Regions from separate parts of the Mus musculus genome. Here region 2 is linked to region 1. The links are chromatin contacts, called in public promoter capture Hi-C maps. All regions are on one chromosome and are shown on one strand. Each heading gives the region's core, a stretch centred on a gene start, on an enhancer-like site or on the middle of the called end of the contact. The rest is flanking DNA. Distances are from core to core; before and after follow the strand shown.

The links. Promoter capture Hi-C pulls out the DNA fragments that hold promoters and counts their contacts.
Region 2: a promoter capture Hi-C map of pre-B cells shows a contact between it and region 1, with 5 times the contacts expected there. The contact joins the promoter of Zfp638 here to the promoter of Pole4 in region 1. A contact is called at or near these places in 2 of 39 promoter capture datasets (neutrophils and pre-B cells) and 1 of 484 Hi-C or Micro-C datasets (CD4 T cells).

The regions. Positions count from the first base shown.
Region 1 is chr6:82,650,778-82,656,623 of GRCm38.p6, reverse strand. Pole4 (polymerase (DNA-directed), epsilon 4 (p12 subunit)) reads left to right here and starts at 3,759. Exons shown (of 4, transcript NM_025882.3): 1 at 3,759-4,000; 2 at 4,457-4,541; 3 at 5,146-5,187. The coding sequence starts at 3,785.
Region 2 is chr6:83,910,783-83,916,628 of GRCm38.p6, reverse strand. It overlaps Zfp638 (zinc finger protein 638), which reads right to left and starts at 2,276. Exons shown (of 27, transcript NM_001355286.1): 1 at 2,150-2,276.

The DNA of each region.
Region 1 (5,846 bases), core at 2,510-5,009:
CTCAGTCTAGCTAGCAAGCACGATGGGTGAGACAACTTGCAGTCTCAGCTGGGTATTATATATCTATAATCAGAGTATTTGGGAGGTTGAGACAGGAGGACTGCCACTAATTCCACCTCTCTTTCAAAAACCAAACTGAAATAAAACAACATAAAAGAGAATAAAATTAAAATTAATCTTTGTGAATACCATTCCTCAGAGGGGCCTGGAGAGATGATGCAGCAGTTAAGAGCACTTGTCTCAGAAGACCCAGGCTCAATCTCCAGAATCCATGCTGGGTGGTTCTAAGCAGACCCAATCCTCTGATCTCTTAGGTACACACACACACACACACACACACACAGAAAAACCCTCATAACAACTTACATATTCTCTGGAAATTAAACTTAGCATTAAGAACTAGTTCAAAATAAAAGAGGACAGAAAATTGGGTCATAGTGGAGTGGGAATGGAGCTGGAAGGAGTTAACAGGAGGAGTTTCAGGTGAATGTGCTTAAAATATGCTGTATGGGATTCCCAATGAATTAATGAAGATATTTAAAAATGCTTCTAATTATAAGTAGTAAAAGACTAATACATGATTCTTAAATGTATGCTTATTTGGAAAACAATTCCAAATATTATGTTTGTTGTTGTTTTGTTTGAGGTTGGGTCTTGCTATATAGCACTGGCTGCTCTAGAATTCAGTGTGTAGATCAGGCTAGCCTCAGGGTTGTGGCCATCTTTCAGCACCATCATACTCAGCTCCACGCATCACTTTAGTTTATGACTGCCAAGTTACTGTGACAGAGCTCATTGACAGAGGGCTTGAACCTCACACTCCCCTCTGTTCTCTTCTTATAGACTAGCCACAGTTCCTTTTCTTCACATTACTTCTTGAGAATAAAAAAATCCAATATTGCAGACCACTGAACTGAAAAGTAATCTGCTGGGAATGAGTTAGGATAGCCTTCTGTCCTTCGTGACTGCCATTCAGAGAGGCTCATAAACCATCCCAAGGGCAGCTGGATCCTACAGAGGAGAGCTCAGGACAAGCTGAGTGCTGCCTTCTGAGCAGGGCCGCTGTGAACAAAGGGAGAACGTGACCAAAGGCCTCAGTATACCTTCTAACTGATTTTCAGGGATTTAAAGTTATGAAATGTATTTGCTTTCTATTAAACAAAGTCCATAAGCAAATGTCAAGTTGATTGCTTAAAGCTGAATGCAAAGGCTGGAGCCTGTAACTCCATCACTTGGGAAGCCGAGGCAGGAGGACTGTCACCAGTTCTAGGCTAGCCTGGGCTACAGTCTCATAATACCAGGAAAAAAAAATGATTGTCTAAAACAGTGCAGAAAGGACTAGAGACCCTTAGCAGACATTTTCAGATAATGACTTTTGCCCTCAGATTCTAACATGCCTTCTGAGGCGATTTTAGTTTCAGATGAGCTATTGTTAATGATCCATTGACTCTGTAAATACTTACTGAATACCCAAGTGTTGGGTACTTTATCATAGTCTCAAGACAACGAACAAAACCAGACAGAACACCTCCTTTCAGGAATTTTCAATCTGGGGAAAGTAGGACTAGAGAAGTAAAATGCACAGGGAGAGGCTCCGTGCTACTGTGGGACCAGCACTCTAAAGGACAGGTGTTCAGTAGTATGACTGATTTAACTTCATCTGTGGAGCTTTAGGTGGGAAGAGAAGTTTCCATAATGAAGAGAACCTGGGATCTGAAGTAGATAAAAGCTTTGGGGGAAGAACAAAAGAACTAGAGACCCAGTCTATATGGTCCAGGTGCAGAGAGGACCTGGAGGTGTTACAAAATTGAGAGGGTGGAAGGAGCCCAGTACAGTGATCCTTACAGGTTACATTGGATTTAAATCATTTCAAAGTTGGGGTGAAAAGATTGGAAATCTATGTAATCAATTTCTACGAACAATCAACCAATAAGAATAAAGTTTCTTGGTTTTTTTTTTTCTTTTTTTCTTAAGTACACAGTAGAGAGCACTCAAGACAAAGGTCCTAAGGAAAACTCTGGTACAATGTAACTCATCGCTCCTCCCCTGGAGCTTTTAATTCTGGCCAAAACTCATTTTGTTCCAGTGGGGCCTCTGTGTATAGACCCAGTTAAAGTTTATTGCTTAAATTTGGAAGTAAATGATTTCAGGTTATTATGCAATGAGCCCTTGGCTTCCCCTTATTCCACAGGTACACTGTGGAACAGTCTGTGGCTCACTCATAGCTGTAAATAAAATTACTTACCTGCATCAATAGTACAGGCATTATGACTAAACATTAATATTTATATAAAGCAATTAACTAGGTACACAGTGTTCTTATTATGCCTTATATTAAAAATTTAGTGTGTGTTGGATGCATTTGTTGGTATAAAGGCCCAAGGTCCACAAGCTCACTGATTTGGTTCGGCTAGCTTAGCTGGCCAAAGAACTTAAGCAATCCTGTTCTCTTAGTGCAGAAGTTACAGGAGTTCTATCACACTAGCCTTTTACTGTGTTCTGGTGATTCGAACTCAGGTCCTTGATGAGCAGCATACACTTTACTGAGTTGTCTCTCTTGCCTATTGCGAATATTTGCCACACTTCCATGCCAGATCTCTGGTTCGGTATGAGAACTCATAGGTAAGAAGAGGCAGGGAGAGGCTTCTTGGAGATCCTTTGCAGAGGCCGGCGAGGTCAAAGCGATTTTCTGTTTTAAAGATAGGGCCTTACTATGTCGTCCTCGCTGGCTTGGGAACTCCCTCTGTACACCAGGCTGGTTTCAAAGAGCATGATGTGCTTTTGCTACTTGAGTGCTTATATTAAAGGCGTGCACCACCACACCTGGTAAAAGTTATCTTAATCTTAGTCATTCTCATTCTCTCAAGAAGGTGCAGTGGAATTTTCCATAACTATGCAAAAAAACAGATAGTAAAATGTTGAGAAGCAGCTAGACGATCAAATTGTTTTCTAAAGGAGACATTAATTTTTTTCTCATCAATTTTTGTTTTTGTTTTGTTTTGTTGGTTTTGGTTTTTTCGAGACAGGGTTTCTCTGTGTAGCCCTGGCTGTCCTCGAACTCACTTTGTGGACCAGGCTGGCCTCGAACTCAGAAATCCGCCTGCCTCTGCCTCCCAAGTGCTGGGATTAAAGGCGTGTGCCATCACCGCCCCGCCAATTTTTGTTTTTGAAAAGTTACTTGTCATGATAATGTTTTGCCAACACTACATACTAGTATTTTAAAACATAAACCCTATGCAATTAATGTTCCTAGAGAACACAGTTTTTAGTTTTGTTGTTTTGAGTAAGGAGATCAGTGTTCTGAGCTAACCCTTGTTTGACCAACCACAGACAAAACTTGCTCTCCGTGTCTGCACGCCTTTTTTGCAGTGGTTTCCTCCCACTAAACCGCACTTCCAATTCTGCCCGTCAAACGTCCCATTCCACCTAAAACATGATCCCCGGCGCTGGCCCGGGTCTGTCGCTGCGCGGGGCAGCGTTGTGGGGACACCCACGGGTTCCCCTCCTGTTGGCCTAGAGGTTAAACTCAGCACCTACTGAGGCTCTAGAGAAGCATCCGGACTTCCGGCTCAGCTAGGCCACGCCCGGCCGCTTCCAGGCTGTGGCCGCCCGGAAGAGTACATCAGACCCCGGAGTCAGAGGGGGCGGTTCTGGCGCGCCACGCCTAGTGAGGGTGGGGCCACGCCCACACGGAGAGGCGTGGTCTCTACCCGGCGCGGGAAAGGGGCCGAAATCGCGTGCGCGCGCTCAGTCAGCGACCGCGCGCCACACGTTTCGGGAGGGGATGGCGGCAGCGGCGGCTGCTGGGAGCGGGACGCCCAGAGAGGAAGAGGCTCCCGGAGGGGAGGCAGCGGCTTCGCAGGCCCAAGCCCCGACGAGTGCACCCGGGGGAGTTCGCCTCTCGAGGCTGCCTCTGGCGAGAGTAAAGGCCTTGGTGAAGGCAGACCCTGACGTAACGCTGGCGGGACAGGAAGCCATCTTTATCCTGGCGCGTGCCGCGGTGCGACGGGGAAGCAAGGGCGCCTGGGTCGGGGAAAGGGGCGTGGCATCTAGGGGGCGTGGCGCTAGGGGGCGTGGCGGGCCCTGGTACGCCGACCTGACTTGACTGAGACCTAGGAAGGCCTCTGTGGGCCCCGTTTGAGTTGGTTAGCCACTCTCCTCTTCACGAGGACCCACGCAAATTTAGTTTGCATGGCTCCCACGGCTCACACAGAACTTGAAGGGGATCCTAATGAATGAGTAGGGTGGATTTGGAGATATTAGAGCAGGGGGATTGGAGCTATGGAGAGGGATAGCAGAAGTATTTTCATAAGTTCAGTACAATGGTAGCTTCTAGAACTTTCCTGTGTGGTAGAGTTCCCCCTTTACCCTTCTTGTCCACGTCTACACAGGATTGCTCATCTCAGTGGGCTAGAGTCCACTAATCTCTGCTTGCTTTTTTTTTTTTTTGTTGCAGGAACTGTTCGTGGAGACTATCGCAAAAGATGCCTACTGCTGTGCTCAACAAGGAAAGAGGAAAACTCTCCAGAGGAGAGATTTGGGTAGAGTCGCTGTGGTACCCCAGGGTGGACAGGGGAGCTATGGGCTGGGCTTTCTTATAGCTGTTTCACAAGGCATCATTGAAGCAAGGGGAAATTTGGCTTTTGGTTTATTTGTCTACCTGGTAACCCTTCCACATGTGTAAGCCTTTAGAGACTGTACCTCTCATTCCCTTCTATGCTGCCAAACTCTTTTTCTAGTATCTTTTTTTTTTGTTTTTGTTTTTCGAGACAGGGTTTCTCTGCAGCCCTGGCTGTCCTGGAACTCACTCTGTAGACCAGGCTGGCCTCGAACTCAGAAATTCACCTGCCTCAGTCTCCCAAGTGCTGGGATTAAAGGCGTGCACCACCACGCCCGGCCTTGTTCTAGTGTCTTTAGAGTAGAGAGAAAAGTGAATTTTGGAATAAGACAGGATTGTAGGATGCCTTGAACAGCATTTTCGCTGGCTTTTGAGGTGAGACAGTTAAAAGAATAGTGAGTGTAAAGATGGATCTTAGGACCTCTGGGTTACAGTTTGTAAGTGATGTCATTTGCATAAAATTCCATGTTGGGTCTGATGTCTGAATGGCAAGAGCCAATCAAGTATCCCTTTACCTTGTGTTTCAGATAATGCAATAGAAGCTGTGGATGAATTCGCTTTTCTAGAAGGTGAGTTCACTGCCTGCACAGACTATTTCTCTGTTGATGATGTGAGCTTCAAACCTTATAAAACCTTATAAAACAGATGTGTGGTTTTCCTTTGTATACATGGCAGCAATTCTCCCTGTTTTGATAGAAAAAAAAGGAACATTTTCCATTCTTGGGGAATTAGAAATTCTACAGGGAAATTGCAAGCTTAAAAGAAGAAGGAGGGAGTATATAAATTACCAGTAGAATTGGATTTAGATTTTGAATCCTGTTTATATCTCCAAACTAAATATTAATATTGCTCCTTTATAATGTTAAGAATTAGAAACAATTTGTAACTTTTTTTAAGATTCCTTTTTATTTACGTGTATGTGTGTTTCTATATGCCAAATGTATGTAGGTACCCCCATAAGAGCCAGAAGAGTAGTGTGAGCTGCTAAACATGGGTGCTGTGAACAGGGCTTCTGGAAGAGCAGCAAGCACTTTTTTGTTTTGTTTTTGCTCTATTTGAGACTTGGGTTTCTCTGTGTAGCCCTGGCTCTCCTGGAATTCACTCTGTAGACCAAGCTGGCCTTGAATTCGCAGAGATCCTAGAACTACTTGCCTCTACCTCCAGAGTGCTGGGATTAAAGGTGTGCTTCACAACTGCCTGCTGATGAGCATGAGGTCTTTTTTGTTGT
Region 2 (5,846 bases), core at 1,027-3,526, 1.3 Mb before region 1:
TTTGAAACAAATAAAATCTGATATAAATAATTAAGAAACATCTCTATGAGTCGGGCAAGGTGGCGCACGCCTTTAATCCCAGCACTTGGGAGGCAAAGGCAGGCGGATTTCTGAGTTCAAGGCCAACCTGGTCTAAAAAGTGAGTTCCAGGACAGCCAGGGATATACAGAGAAACCCTGTCTCAAAAAAAAAAAAAGAAAAGAAAAAAGAAAAAGAAACATCTATATGATGAGGGATAGGAGCATTCCATACTGGATCTCAGTGTACTAAAAGAAAGGGCAAACAAGTAGTGCAAGTTTACAAATAAGAAAACAAAAGTTCGGAGGCTGGTGAGATGGCTCAGTGGGTAAGAGCACCCGACTGCTCTTCCGAAGGTCCAGAGTTCAAATCCCAGCAACCACATGGTGGCTCACAACCATCTGTAACAAGATCTGACTCCCTCTTCTGGTGTGTCTGAAGATAGCTACAGTGTACTTACTATAATAATAAATAAAAAATCTTTAAAAAAAAAAAAAAAAAAAAAAAGAAAACAAAAGTTCAGAAAGACTAAAACAACTAAAGTCTCACACATAATAAGAGCAAAAAGGATTTGAATCCATAACTTTTGGTTCCAAAACCTATTCTCTGCCCATTAGACTCCTCATTTTTATTTATTACATAAAAACCAAAGTCTCAGAGATCTTAAAACACTCTTACAACACCCAGAAAATGATGACTGAGACAACCTTTTTTAGAACTAGAATTTATGGTAAAAAGCACATTCCATAACAAATGCAGAAAACTACAACGTATTCAATGTACAAGGTTATGTATGTGTCATGAACACATTTGAAAACCAGCTAATCAAAACAAATGAAGGAGATTTTTGTAATTTCTTTCAACTGTTTTATCTTTACCCATTGGTTCCTACACAAATGATAAGGCGGGGAATGGTCTAGCATATTTTAGTATATTACATTTTGGATTCTACAAATATGAAAGTACACATTACAGAATATGGAAATATAAAAGTCAAAATTTGTAAAGCAGCTTGAGCCCACTAAATCTTAAGTGTATAATCATTAATAACATTTTGAAAAAATGTAATAAACAACTTTATTTTTCTGTGTTAACAGCTTTACATTAATTTTTCTTGTAATCTTTTTCCAGTCTGTCATTTTAAATTTCTAAAATTAAGCAGTAAACACAACTCCCCTGAAAAACAAGTTAACCCATCATACACAAAATGAAGAGAGGGAGAATTTTATGTGAGAGTGAACAATTTCCAAACTGGTTAGGAAAGATTGACTCCACATGGTCGGGTGGATCCTGGTAAGAAGCTTTTCTTCAGAACTTTTCACATTGAGTGCGCCTTCCAGAATTCCCAAACTGCCAAAGGGTAATTTTAATATTAAATAGCTCGAGGCTACAATCACTGTCAAGCTCAAAGATTTTGTAATACTGAGACTCCCTCATAGGCAATTACTTCAAACAACAAAGGACGTCTGGCACATCCTCGGGGATGAGAGTCGGTGTACAGACCTCTCCGCTCTTCCCCAAGCTAGGAACCACACCAACACAAGCATGTATCCCCACATCAGTGTTCACGACTCCTCTAAGAATGTGGAAGTGTCACCGCCATTTTCGACGACATCCCAGGGCCGACAATCTCGGCTTCGGTGCTCACTGGGGCGCTTGGCCCACAACAGCCCGCACACCCCGCTCCCAGCCCCCTGCAAGGAAGCTCTTCCAGCCCGACTAAGGGCGCACGCGGCCCGCGGGGCTCCGAAAGGCGCTCGGGCACGCGGCGGTCTTCCCGCTAGCTGTCAGGCCTGGGGAGCGGCAGACCCGCGGCGCTGGGGAAGGGGCAGCCGGACTCCCCGAGGGCGCCGCCCGCTCCTCCTCAGAGCAGCAGCATCCGGCGGCTGCGCCCACGGGCACTGCGGCGCGACGGCGCGGTCGGCGAGTGGCGAGGGGAAACAGGCCACGGCCGAGGCCCACCCGGGGTCCCTCAGCTCCACCCGCCCCGCCGCCGCCATCTTGTACGCAGCGGCTGCGACACATACAATAGTCGACCGCGACCTGGCAGGGACCGCTCGGGGCCTGCGCTAAGGACCTCTGCCTTCCAGTCCCCGGCTCCCCGCAAGGCAGCGGCCCTACCTATGCCTACCGACTAACAGCTGGATCCCATCCGTGCCCCACACAGTTTAGCACTCGGCCTCCAGTCACCGCGATGAAGCAGCTACCGCCTCCATGGGACTACACGCATGCGCATCTTCGCCTAAAGCCCTCGTCCGCTCACTGCGCCTGCGTGCCTCAGGCTCCGCGTTCTCCAGAGACGCTGTCGGGGGACAAGGCCGCCCTCTGCCAGAAGGGGGCGATCGCCAGCTATGGCTGGTCCTACACCTGCAGCGGTCTGGGTAACATCACTCAAGATTTTAGAACCTGCAAACCATCCCTCTTCTCTTCCATGAAGCCTTCTCTGATTACTATTCCCTCAGTATCACAACGTAACATTCACTTATTAACATATTCTCGCTTTTACTGCTCACTCCCATCGCCCCCTTTTTAAAGAAAAGGTCTGGAACTTTGAACTCACATAGATCCCACCTGCTTCTGCCTTCCAACTGTTGGAATTATAAGTGTGTGCCTCCACACCCAAGTACGTTGTAGCTGTCTTCAGGCACCCCAGATTAGGAATGGTTGTGAGTCACCATGTAGTTGCTGGGATTTGAACTCGTGAGCTTCAGAATAGCAGTCAGTGCTCCTAACCACTGAGCCATCTCTCCAGCCCTTATCTCCCACCTCTTAAATGGGAAATTACACCGTGCAGTGTTGGTACAGGCCTTTAATCTCAGCACTTGACAGGCAAGATGCAGGCAGAAATCTGGGAAAGAAGCCAGCCTGGTCTACAGAAGATGTTCCAGGACAACCAAAGCTACACATCCCTGTCTCAAACAACACAAAATAGATAGAATAATAAAATGGGAAATTAGAAAGGAATAAAAGTTAAGGGCTGAACTGATTGATGGCTCAGCTGTTAAGAGCACTAGCTGCTCTTCCAGAGGTCCTGAGTTCAATTTCCAGCAACCACATGGTGGCTCACAACCATCTGTAATGGGATCTGATGACTGCTTCTGGTGTGTCTGAAGACAGCTACAGTGTACTCATATACATAAAATAAATAAATAATTCTAAAAAAAAAGTTTAAGTCAAAAGACTAATATTGAAAAATTTTTATATCATTTCAGAATTCAAAAAATAAACTACCTGAGTGGTGAACATCTATAATCCTGATTGATTTTACCCATGAAAAAGATTGGGCTAAAATTTTTTTAACTGTTTTCTTCAATGTTCTATCTTTTTAAATTGACTCAGTTATGCCAATATAAGCTAGTTCAAAAAAATTAAAGGACTGCAGGACAGTGGTGAACTGCCTTTAATCCCAGCACCTGGGAGGCAGAGGCAGGTGGATTTCTGAGTTCGAGGCCAGCCTGGTCTAGAGTGAGTTCCAGGACAGCCAGGGCTACACAGAGAAACCCTGTCTTGAAAAAAAAAACAAAAAACAAAAAAAAACAAAACAAAAAAAACAAACAAACAAACAAAAAAACAAGAAATTACAAATTAAAAAAAATAAAAATTAAAGAACCATCCTCCTCGGTGAAATTTTTAGGAGTCCAGTGGTGTGGAGCAAGCAGAGATATTCCTTCCAAGGTGAAAGGTAAGTTACTGTACCTGGATCCTCCCACCATCCAGAAAGAAGCACAACGTTTAATGGGTCTATATGGACTCTGGAATGAACTACAATCCAGAAAGGAGTTGTAATGCTGCAGCTGTCCACTTCTTGGTGGTGCAGGTATAATGTTCAGGACTGCCAGTAAGCCAGGTCCTAGACTTCTCTCCCTCAGTCAACAGATCATAGGGAACCCCCCATAAGGCTTTAGGTACACGCTTGGCAGCAGACAGCTAGCTCAATTGGTCCAGTCTCGAGGATTGTTCCAGCCAGAGCTTCAGTTATGCTCTGCACTTTCCCATCACATAGGGATTGACAGCAAATGATAAAGCTAGCTTTCCCAGAACTTGGCCCATATCTCAATTTTCTTAGGGCCCCCAGAGGATGCCCTCACCCCAGACAGCTGGAGGCAATTTAAGAGAATGATAGCCTCACTCCCAAAAGGTGGGGTGGGTGGTTTTATGGTCATTTCATGGGTGATGGAAGTTTGTCATCATTAAAGGGGGGTTGATCACAAGTTGTAAATGGTCGTGATCAGGAAGGAAACCAAGTATAGGAGGTTAGATTCAAGGATCTCCTCTTTTTCTCTTTATCCTTTTTTCTCTCCTACCTAGTGTTAGGGGGAAGGGGGGGAAGAGGGGATGGAAAAAAAGGGGGGAGATATAGGAATAATAGGACAAAAGGGTAGATTATTGAATCAACTTTTGAAATAAAGAGCATCAACAAGCTAAATATTTAGATTGGCTTAGAGTTGTATATATTGGTAGAAATTTAAGGTTCTATTTCATTACATATATTTCATGTACTGTATGTTTTGACTCCTGTTTAAGGTATTGTACCATTGCAACTCATTTTAAAATGTGATGTAAAGTTCTAGGCCTTAAAACCTACTATTACAAACTGTTTAGGATAATTAAGAAATGCAAGTTAGTAGTCAATCAAACTTGTGGTCATTATGAATACTAGTTTTTTTTTAATTTCAAATTATTTTTCTTTTATTAGATATTTTCTCTATTTACACTTCAAATGCTATCCCCTTTCCTAGTTTCCTCTCCGAAAATCCCCTATACCCTCCCCTCTCCCCCTGCGCCCCACCCATCCACTCCTGCTTCCTAGCCCTGAATGCTAGTTTTTTAATTACAGAAATAAGTTTTATTTAGCCTCCTGTAGATGTTTTCAAAGTTACACAGATAGTAAATAGCTTGAAACAAGCAATGTCTGCCTATTCAGATATACCTTAGATAGATGGTATTTAGACACTTCAGAGATCTGTAGAATGTGGCACTTATGGGTTTTTTATTAATAAAAGGCTTTTTGTGACAATGAGACAAGTCAAGTCTGCTCTTGGCAGCAACGCAATAATACTTCAAAGAAGATGATGAGCATCCAAGAACCTCTGCATGGAATTTGCTTGAAATGTGGCAAAGCTAGACACTGGACAAAAACTGCCCTTGCCTTAACAGCATACTGTCCAAAACTTGACCAAGAAAGACACACAGGAAGATGACTGCAGAACTTTGCCAAGACAAGGTAGGCCAGTCTTCATAATTCCTGATTTAGAATAGTCTGTCAGATATTCTGAACCAACAGGCCAAAGATGGATGCTCAAATGTTACAGAAGAAGTTTGGGTGGCTGACCAGGCAGCCAGCAGTCTCTGTCATTTCTATAGTTTGGAAGCTGCTTCTCTGTACTTCCTGTTTAATCAGGTAATATTTATATTTCTCAGATCTCTAATGGGGTCCAAGACTACACAGTTATAGTCAGACATTATGCTTAAGTTGTTTAGAATTTAAGAAAATGTTATAAGGTCTAAAATGATGTTTTTAGGTTGATAAATGCAATGCAAGTTAATGATAGAAAGCAATTTAGGTATACAACTTCAGACTTGCCAAGATAGAATAGATAATACAGTATTTCCAGCAAGGTTCACAAATACATGTTGACTGGACATTGTGAATGTCATTCTTACCTAATAGTTCTCATAATAGTTCTTATTCTACATAGTTTATTGTTGTTAGAGAATGAGCCTTTTATTGTACTAAAAGGGGGAGATCTTGGGAGATTCTTTTGTTTCTCTGTCCTTCTTCACCTGCCAAAGGCATTCTCTGATTAGCTTTAATAAAAATCTGATAG